Linked DNA regions of Macaca mulatta: region 1 is linked to region 2. The links are chromatin contacts, called in public Hi-C maps. All regions are on one chromosome and are shown on one strand. The core of a region is the stretch at or near the end of the contact, and the rest is flanking DNA. Distances in the headings are between cores, read along the strand shown.

The links. Hi-C and Micro-C count contacts between places; a contact is called where the count stands out from the background.
Region 1: a Hi-C map of fetal cortex germinal zone shows a contact between it and region 2, with 4 times the contacts expected there. The contact joins the promoter of UNG here to the enhancer-like site in region 2. A contact is called at or near these places in 2 of 14 Hi-C or Micro-C datasets (fetal cortex germinal zone and liver).

The regions. Positions count from the first base shown.
Region 1 is chr11:116,228,646-116,233,167 of T2T-MMU8v2.0, forward strand. UNG (uracil DNA glycosylase) reads left to right here and starts at 2,918. Exons shown (of 6, transcript XM_015152724.3): 1 at 2,918-3,141; 2 at 3,756-3,962. The coding sequence starts at 3,010.
Region 2 is chr11:115,797,843-115,803,083 of T2T-MMU8v2.0, forward strand. All of the region lies in intron 3 of CORO1C (coronin 1C), which reads right to left. Among named protein-coding and RNA genes, the nearest start is that of SELPLG, 30 kb to the left of the region's middle. Within about 2 kb of position 3,434, at least 5 of the 40 cell types and tissues checked have an H3K27ac peak or open chromatin away from gene starts, as enhancers often do. A contact at or near this core is called in fetal cortex germinal zone, where this site is marked.

The DNA of each region.
Region 1 (4,522 bases), core at 1,668-4,167, 430 kb after region 2:
ATGGACTAATGGGTTACCATGGGAGTGGGATTGGTGGCTTTATAAAAGGAGGAAGAGAGACCTGAGCTAGCACACTCAGGCCCCTCGCGATGTGATGTCCTGCACGGCTTCAGGACTCAGCAGAGTCCCCACCAGCAAGAGGGTTTTCACCAGATGCAGCCCCTCAACACCTCGGACCTCTCAGCCTCTATGAGAAATACATTCCTTTTGTCAATAAATTACCTGGTTTCAGGTAATCTAAGAGACAGAAAACAGACTGAGACAGGAATCCTACAATATATAGCCTTTGTGGGACTTCTTTCACTTGAGCATATTGCTTTTGAGATTGATTTATGCCACCCTCCCTCACCTTTTTTTTGAGACAAGGTCTGGCTCTATCGCCCAAGCTGGAGTGCAGTTGCATGATCTCGGCTCACTGCAACCTCCACTTTCCAGGCTCCACTCCCACCTCAGCCTCCCAAGTAGCTGGGACTACAGGCATGCACCACTACAGCCGGCTAATTTTTGTATTTTTTGTAGAGATGGGTTTTTGCCATGTTGCCCAGGCTAGTCTCCATGGTCTTCAGCTGGTGAGCTGAAGCAATCCGCCTGCTTTGGCCTCCCAAACTGCTGGGATTGCAGTCATGAGCCACTGTGCCCAGTCATATACCCACATTTGTATCACTTATTTGTTCCTTTTTATTACTGGATGGAAGGGATGCCCCACGGGAGTAGGCCCCACATAGGGTTGTTTCTCTGGTTTTAGGCTACTATGAGTAAAATCACTATAAACATTCACATACAAGCTTTTGTGTGAATACAGATTTCCATCTCCCTTGGGTAAATGCTTAGGCGTGGGAGTGCTGGGTCACATGGTAAGTGTATGTTTACCTGTATACAAAACTGTGGAACTGTTTTTCAAAGTGGCTCTAAAGGCAAATGATTTTCAGCTTTGAGCCTCTCTCTCTTAGACTTCAGCTTCTCGTCCTAGGCACCGGGACACACCAGCAACAAGGAGCGAGTTCCTTTCCTCACTCAGGTTACATTTTGGGGATGGAGACAGAAACACACAAGGAAAGAATAAATAAAATGCTGTCTCTAAAGAAACTGTATAAAAAGAATAAATAAATACGATGCTTTTGTATAGTATAGCAGTTATAGAGCGATGGGCTAGGAAGTGGGGCAGGAGGAGAAGACCTTTTCAGAGAAAGATCTTGAGCGGAGACCTGAGGCTTTCCAGGCAAGGGGATGGTGAGTGCAAGAGTGTACAGGCCACAGAGGGACAAGTTGGGTGTGTCCAGCAAATGTGCTGGGAGCTGAACTCAGTAGTGGGGGCTTCCGCCGGAGAGGAAGCAGCATTGAGACCTGGGTAGGAAGCTGGGGTTTATTCTAAGCCTATTTGAAAACCGTAGAAGGGTTTTAACCCGAGGATTGCCTTTTTTTCTTTTTCCTTTTTTTGTTTTTAGACAGGGTCTTGCTCTGTCGCCCAGGCTGGAGTGCAGTGACACGATCTCAGCTCACTGCAACTTCCGCCTCCTGGGTTCAAGTGATTCTCCTGCCTCAGCCTCCCGAGTAGCTGGGATTGCAAGTGCGTGCCACCACGCCTGGCTAATTTTTGTATTTTTAGTAGAGACGGGGTTTCACCATGTTTGCCAGGCTGGTCTCAAACTCCTGTGCTCAAGCAATAAGCCCCTGTAGGCTTCCCAAAGTGCTGGGATTACAGGCGTGAGCCACCGAGCTGGGCCAGGCCCAGAGTATTGTCATGATGTAAAAATCTCTCTCTAGAAAAGAGAACACCAGCTTCCCATCTGGTCTTCTGTAGCCAGGAAATGCAAGAGCAGCAGTTGAATTTGAGATTTTCTTTGGAGAAAGAACCAAAAGGAGATATGGATGGTTTGGATGTAAGGGAAGGAAAGAGAATCCTAAGCATATTAGTAGTGGTGGGGAGGAGGTGCTGTACAGTGGTGTCATTTGGAGGACAAATCATTGGGGTTTAACCTCTGTGACTCGAAAGTCTCCCACAAGCCTGATACATTAGGCAAAATGTTTGTGCTAAGCCTTAGTTTATTGTCATAAAATAGGCCATGAAAATTGCGTGAGATAATGTATGTAACAGTTCAACAAATACTATTGGCAGGGCATCGTGGCTCACGCCTGTAATCCCAGCACTTCGGGAGGCCGAGGTGGGCAGATCATCTGAGGTCAGGAGTTTGAGACCAGACTGGCCAACATGGTGAAACCCTGTCTCTACTAAAAAATACAAAACTCAGCCGGCGTGCGCCTGTAATCTCAGCTACTGGGGAGGCTGAGGCACGAGAATCACTTGAATTGGGGAGGCAGAGGTTGCAGTCAGCCAAGATCACACCACTGCACTCCAGCCTGGGTGACAGAGCGAGACTGTCTCAAAAACAAAACACACACAAAAAATATAATAGTATTTGTTTGTTTCTGTTTTTGAGACGCCTCGGATTACAGTGCTGGGATTACAGACGTGAGCCGTCAAGCCCGGACAATACTATTATATTGTTCATTGCACTCCAACAACACCCTTAAGGGCCAGGTACTTTTTTTCCCTCCTATCCCCAGAGACAGGGTCTCGCTCTGTCGCCCAGGCTGGAGTGCAATGGCGCGATCAAAGCTCACTACAGCTCCAACCTTCTGGCCTCAAGCGATCCTCCCGCCTGAGCCTCCCAAAGCGCTAGGATTACAGGCGTGGGCCACCGCGGCCGGCCAGTCTTTTCGTCTTGCAGCTGAGCCTGGAGAGCCTTTCCAAAGGGCAGAGGTGGGTCGAGGGCATGAATGAATAGGCCCGCGGGCACCGTTGCACGCCCCACCTCCTCCCAGGGGCATTGCACTCCAGCCCCTCCCGCACATGCGCACTGGGCCTTCCACCGCCCCCCGCCCCCCGCCCCCAGCAAAGCCCCCCGCTCGGAGCATGCGCGGGCCGCTTGGCGCCAATTGCTGACCGCCACAGCCAGGGCCAGCCTCGCAGGTTCCCGGGTGGTGCGCGTTCGCTGCCTCGGCTCCGGGATGATCGGCCAGAAGACGCTCTACTCCTTCTTCTCCCCTAGCCCCGCCAGGAAGCGACGCGCCCCCAGCCCCGAGCCGGCCGTCCTGGGGACTGGCGTGGCGGCCGTGCCTGAGGAGAACAGAGATGCGGCGGTGAGGCGCGGCGTGGGGCCGGGACTTGGGGGGGTAAAGAGGGAGGAAGGCGGTGGGTCCCGCCTGACTGAGGGCGTGCAGCAGCGCGCCTCTTAACTCGGTAAACCGGGGCCCCGCTTTCCAAATAGCCTCCACGTGTTCAAAACAGCCGCCGCTGTCCCCCATGGGCCGCCATGCTGAGGGATCAGCCAATGGGGACGCGCCTCGGCGCCCATGGTGCCAATCCGCGCGCCGCAGGCCCGCCTGGCTCGGTGCGCTGTCCAGTCAGAGGGGAGAGGGGGCGGGACCCCAGAGGGAGTTTTTTTGCCGCGAAAAGGCCACGTGGGGCTGTGGGGGGCGGGTCTGGCGGGGCGGGGCACCTCGGTACTGGGTCCGCAGTCTCCTTGATGCTCCGCGGGGCCGCTTCCCAGCCCCACTCCCCGCTCCGGTTTAGAATCTAATTCCCAATTCCCGGACTGGGCCCAGTCCTGGGCTCCTATTGTCCGATTTTGCTGCGACCTGCTCCACTAATGGGCGTCTTCTGCCTTGGGCCGTGGGGGTTGGGCCAGAAGCTGCGGACTCCTGGGAAGCGGCCTCTGCAGCTCTTGAGCCGCCTCTGCGGGGACCCCTTGCAGGCCAACCCCCCCAAGAAGGCCCCGGCCGCGCAGGAGGAGCCCGGGACGCCGCCCTCCTCGCCGCTGAGTGCTGAGCAGTTGGACCGGATCCAGAGGAACAAGGCCGCGGCCCTGCTCAGACTTGCGGCCCGCAACGTGCCCGTGGGCTTTGGGGAGAGCTGGAAGAAGCACCTCAGCGGGGAGTTCGGAAAACCGTATTTTATCAAGGTAAATATGGAAATGCATCTTCCATAAGGGTAAATGTGGAGGCTTCCGGCCCTTTGTCTTGTTACTGCGGCCGGCGAAGTTCATGTTTCCATAGGCTTAGGTTGTACTCCCTTCAACGTCCTTTACTCACAAAGGGGGTAAAAGAAAGCCATGATGTTTCAGTCTGCACCTTTATATTGGTTAAAGTTGCTAACGACCCGTGAGATGGTATCATGGATTCATTTAAGTCACATAGTCTATTGTCCAGGAAAGGCTGGCATAGTAAAACCACCAACCATCCTGAATGAAACCTGGCTTGAACTTTAAAAAGCCGGGAGGAGTGGCACTGTTAGGACCCAGCCCAGAAAAAAAGGCAGGGAATTGGCCTGATTGAACCACTTGGGGGAGCGGGGGGCAGGCAGGCACTGTTTTTGTTGGTGATGGTTTTTTTTTGTTTTTTTATTTTTGAGACGGAGTCTCGCTCTGTCACCCAGGCTGGAGTACAGTGGCCTGATCTCAGCTCACTGCAAGCTCCGCCTCCCGGGTTTACGCCATTCTCCTGCCTCAGCCTCCCGAGTAGC
Region 2 (5,241 bases), core at 2,184-4,683:
ATCACATTTACAGTAACCATCCACTTTAAAGATTTGCTCTATATAAACAGAACATACAGTGATATGTGGATGAAAGGCAGAATGTTGTGAAATGACTGTGCTAGGCTGTTTCTGTTTTTTTTTTTTTTTTTTTTTTGAGACGGAGTCTCACTCTGTCACCCAGGCTGGAGTGCAGTGGCCGGATCTCGGCTCACTGCAAGCTCTGCCTCCCGGGTTTACGCCATTCTCCTGCCTCAGCCTCCCGAGTAGCTGGGACTACAGGCGCCCGCTACATCGCCCGGCTAGTTTTTTTGTATTTTTTAGTAGAGACGGGGTTTCACCGTGTTAGCCAGGATGGTCTCGATCTCCTGACCTCGTGATCCGCCCGCCTGAGCCTCCCAAAGTGCTGGGATTACAGGCTTGAGCCACCGCGCCCGGCCTGTTTTTTTTTTTTTTTTTGAGACGGAGTCTCACACTGTTGAACGAGTTGGAGTGCAGTGGCGCGATCTCGGCTCACTGCAACCTCCGTCTCCCAGGTTGAAGCAATTCTCCTGCCTCAGCCTCCCAGGTATCAGCTGTTTGTAAAATGTAATATGTTACCGGAGATCAGGATACCAACAAGGACTGCAAACATTACCTCTCAGCTTTTATTTAATATTATTTGGGATTTTATTCTAAATTCCTTGTGAAGTTCAAAACTCTCCAGTTAGAAGCATGCAAAAAATTGAAAGAAAAATACAAAATGATTGAAACACTCAAGAAAAGGATTGGGATGAAGACAGTTAGCTAAGTCTGTGGTTCTTGATGGGATGATGATGTAATTTTTAAAACATATTTTCTTTTCTTCTTTTTTTTTTTTTTTTTTTTGAGACAGAGTATCACTCTGTCGCCCAGGCTGGAGTGCACTGGCGCGATCTCGGCTCACTGCAAGCTCCACCTGCCAGATTCACGCCATTCTCCTGCCTCAGCCTCCCAAGTAGCTGGGACCACAGGTGTCTGCCAACACGCCCGGCTAATTTTTTGTATTTTTAGTAGAGACGGGGTTTCACCGTGTTGGCCAGGATCGTCTCAATCTCCTGACCTCATGATATGCCCATCTTAGTCTCCCAAAGGTGCTGGGATTACAGGCGTGAGCCACCGCGCCCGGCCTTAAAACATATTTTCTATAATTTTACACTTGGAAAATAAAAATACACTTAATATTTTTATAACATGTATTATAGAAAAGATTACAAAAGAAAAAAATAAATTAGACCTCATCAAAATTAAAAGCTTTTGTGCTTCAAAGGACACTATCAAGAAAGTGAAAAAACAATCCACAGAATGGGAGAAAATAACTTGCAAATCATACATTTGATAAGAGACCTATAGCAAGAATATATAAAGAACTCTCAGAATTCAATCAAAGGACAAATAATCCAATTTAAAAACAGGCCAGTCATCTAAATAGACATTTAAGGAAGACATATAAATGGAGAAAAAGCACATGAAAAGATGTTTGGCATTATTAGTTATTACAGAAATGCAAATCAAAACCACAAGCTCTCTTTTCATGCCCATTAGAAACAAAAAGATAACAAGTGTTTATAAGCATGTGAAAAAATCAGAGCCTGTGTACATGGCTGGTGAGAATGTAAAATGGTACAGCCACCATTTGGTGGCAGACTTTGGAAAACAGCTTGGCAGTTCCTCAAATGATTAAACAGAGTTATCATATGACCCAGTAATTCCACTCCTAGGGATATACCCAAGAGTATGGAAACTATGTGTCCATGCAAAAACTTGTACAAGAATGTTCATGGAAGCATTATTTGTAACAGCCCAAAGGTGGAAACAACCCAAATATCCATCTATTGATAAATGGCTAAACAAAATGTGACATATTCATACACTGGAATATTATTTGGCCATAAAAAAGAATGAAGTATTGATACATGCTACAACATGAGCAAACTCTAAAAACATTGTGCAAAGTGAAAGCAGCCAGACATAGAAGACCGCATATTGCAGGATTCCACGTATGTGAAATGTCCAGCAGAGGCAAATCCATGAAGACAGAAAGTAGAATAGTGGTTGCTTAGTGTTGGGGAGTGTGGAGGGAGACAGGTAGAGGGGTGATAGCTAAAGGATTTGGGTTTCTATTTGAGGTGATGAAAATTTTCTATAATTGCCTGTGGTGATGGTTGTGAATATTCTAAAAATCAGTGAATTGTACATTTTAAATGAGTGAATTATATGTGAATTATATCTCAATAAAACTTGTGACTTAAAAAAATCCTCTTGACTGGTGAAGACATGCAGAAGACTCGCCATATCTTAACTGAGGACATGCCTGGGCACAGGGGGAGAAAGGGACAGGGAAAGTATGAGTGGAAGGAATGAAAGACTTTACGTTTAACAATGGAAGAGAAAGGTTTCAAAGGGTTAAGAAACAAACAACCTCTAAGAAAAGGGCTGAGTTACAGGTAAGCTGAGTAGCATCAAGAACCCTACAGAAGACCAGATATTAAATAGTATTTAAGCTTATGAAAAAGCTAACGTTTAAAATCATTATCTTCTACATGAAGATTAAAACAAGTAAATTTACCATCAGAAAATTATTTTGAGGAACTAGCTCATGAAAAATTTAAGAACTTGTCAGTGAAAAATCATGTTCAACACTAGAACACGTGAGAAACAGAATTTTCCTTTGTGGGAACTTTAAAGAAGGGACAAACAATTGTCTGTTTTCAATTGCTTAGTGGAAGGCAGAGATCTAGACTGGATGAGTGTTTAGGGTTCAGCTCAGTTCAACTGTCCTGCAAAAAAATGAGAAAAGTTTGCCATTCTGAAGAGTGGGAAAAGGTCATGAGTTGAGTGATTTGTTCATTTTTACAGCTCAATTCTGCCCAGACTAAATATAACCCCTTATGCAAATCATGGCAAAAATAAACCTGCATTTTGAGGGCCCAAGTTTAGAACATCACCTAATTTCCCCAAAGCCCCACCATCATTCAGCAAATTTTAAGCAAGGCAGGTGTGAACAAGCATAGAAGGAAAAGGATCCTCTGCGGAACAGACCTTGACCCAGGCCTCTTTCCCCTGTGGAGAATGTGGGCATCTGCTCTCCTCCAGCACTGCATGTCAGCTTTCATCCTGATATGCACTATTTTTGTTCAAGAATTTATGATTAGTGAAACAACTCCACATTGAACTTGACTATTTGAATATAAAGCAGGACTGACATTTTGAACAGAACACACAGAAAACAGTGACTATTAATTTGATCAAAGCATGAAGTCGACAGAAAAACAATTATGAAATGGGACTTTAGTGACTCAACAGGAAATGCATTTTGCAAGATGCACTGTGACCCCACTTAGAACTGACAGAGTGGTAATACCACCTTCGATCTCCAGATGGCACCCCAACCATGGCCTGCTGGGTTTCCTCGCAAGGACTGAAAACGCTTCTGTGTCTAACTCTGAGCACAGCCAGTGCGTTCTCCAAATCACTAATGAGATGTGGAGTGATGGGAGGCTTTGGTTATAATCAGCATTTCCAACCTTAAAATATGAGGGCAGAAGCAGAGCTCATAATGGGGACTCAACCTTTTCCTTTCTCTAGCTTCTCCCCATCATCTTTTCCTGGATTAAAAGAAAATTTTAATGATGAAGCAAAACATTTAATTTTTAAAATAAGGAAACTTTGTGTGTTCCTTCTTTACCTCACCTCCAGCTGGTTTAATGGTTCCCTCGGCTGGGTTTATGCACATAAGACAAGCACTTAACCCATTTTACTACCTTGGTTAACTCTTTCTTGTAACACGTTTAATGAGTTACAATAAATTTTCTTGTAACCCATCTAGTACTGGGTAACTAAATACAGGCCCTGCTCTTGAGAAGTTGATGGTCTAACAGAAAGCAGAGACTTCTATCAGACTGAAAATCAAAGACAACAAATCCAAGTGGTGTGATACAGAGGGTTAGAGAGTGAGCACCAGAGTCAGGCAGAGTCTGGTTCAAATCCTGCCTGGGCTACTTACTGTGATGATCCTGGCAAACATCACTGCATAGAGAAAACATTAGTACCTATGCCTGAGAAGTGTGCTAAGAGATTTAAGGAATTAACCCTCAGCACAGAGCCAGACACACACATAGTGCCTCCAGAATGCAGAGACAGTACACAGCAGGGCTGAGATGATGGGCTCTGGCCAGACTGATGTGACTGAATTCCTGATTCAGTCACATATCAGTGGTGTGACCTTGGGGACATTCACCTAACCTTTCCAGGACTTAATATTGAACCTGCCCTCTGTGAGGCGATTTGAAGACTAACATGGTGACATGAAACTGACACATTTAGAAGAATGCCTGGCGTAAGGCAGACACTGGGTGTTAGTTGTTATTATTGCCTGTATATTCACTAGGAGCCATACAGTGCAACCAGTGCTGTGCTGGCATAAGCCAACCGCACTACTATGAAATAAGCTTCCTGCTAAGCAAGCTTGGTTCACCAAGGAGGGCTCCCTGAGGAGGTGACCTCTAAGGATGAACAAGACTTAGGTGAAAGTAGAGAAGAAAATAAGGAGAAATTGAATATCCAGTCTCAAAATAAAAAACACAGATGTGTAGAACAATTTTCTAAAAAGTGCATGCAGCATTTAAACAATGCCATAAAGAAGCTGGCTCAGGAGCTGCTAGGGAAAAAGCATCAGAGTGAAAAAGCTAATAATACTGTAAGCACAAGGACTGCAATGTGAGAAGAAAGTTGAGTGAAAAAGTCTCTGATATGAAACGAGAAGACAATTGAATTCTTGCATCCACTGGTAAAGAGGGGATGGTGTTCTCTACAGTGGACTGTGGAAAGAGCTGGGGGCTTGGGGGCGGTCTGCAGGTCTTTCCACACCAGCATACATGTGCTCTGGCTGGCGCCCACAGGCCCTGCTCACAGGACTGTCATGATGTGGCTCTCTGCCCTCTTCAGGGTTGTCTGCTACTTCGGGTGACGGCTTGCAGGTTTGGACTGATGTTCCTGCAGCTCAGGGACAACAACAAACAGAAGCACCACTTGGTACATGTTTGGCCCTTTTGTATGTAATATGGGATGCTGGTCTGGGTGTCAGAAGACACAGGCTCCTGTCAGAGCTGGGACACTAATTGGTCATGTCAGCATTAAGGAGGGATTTCACTTCCGGGAGCCTGAATTTCCTTGATACTGGGGACAGCTGTGCTTACTCAGGGGTTACTAGAAGGGTTAAATGAGCTCAAACATTTTGCATGC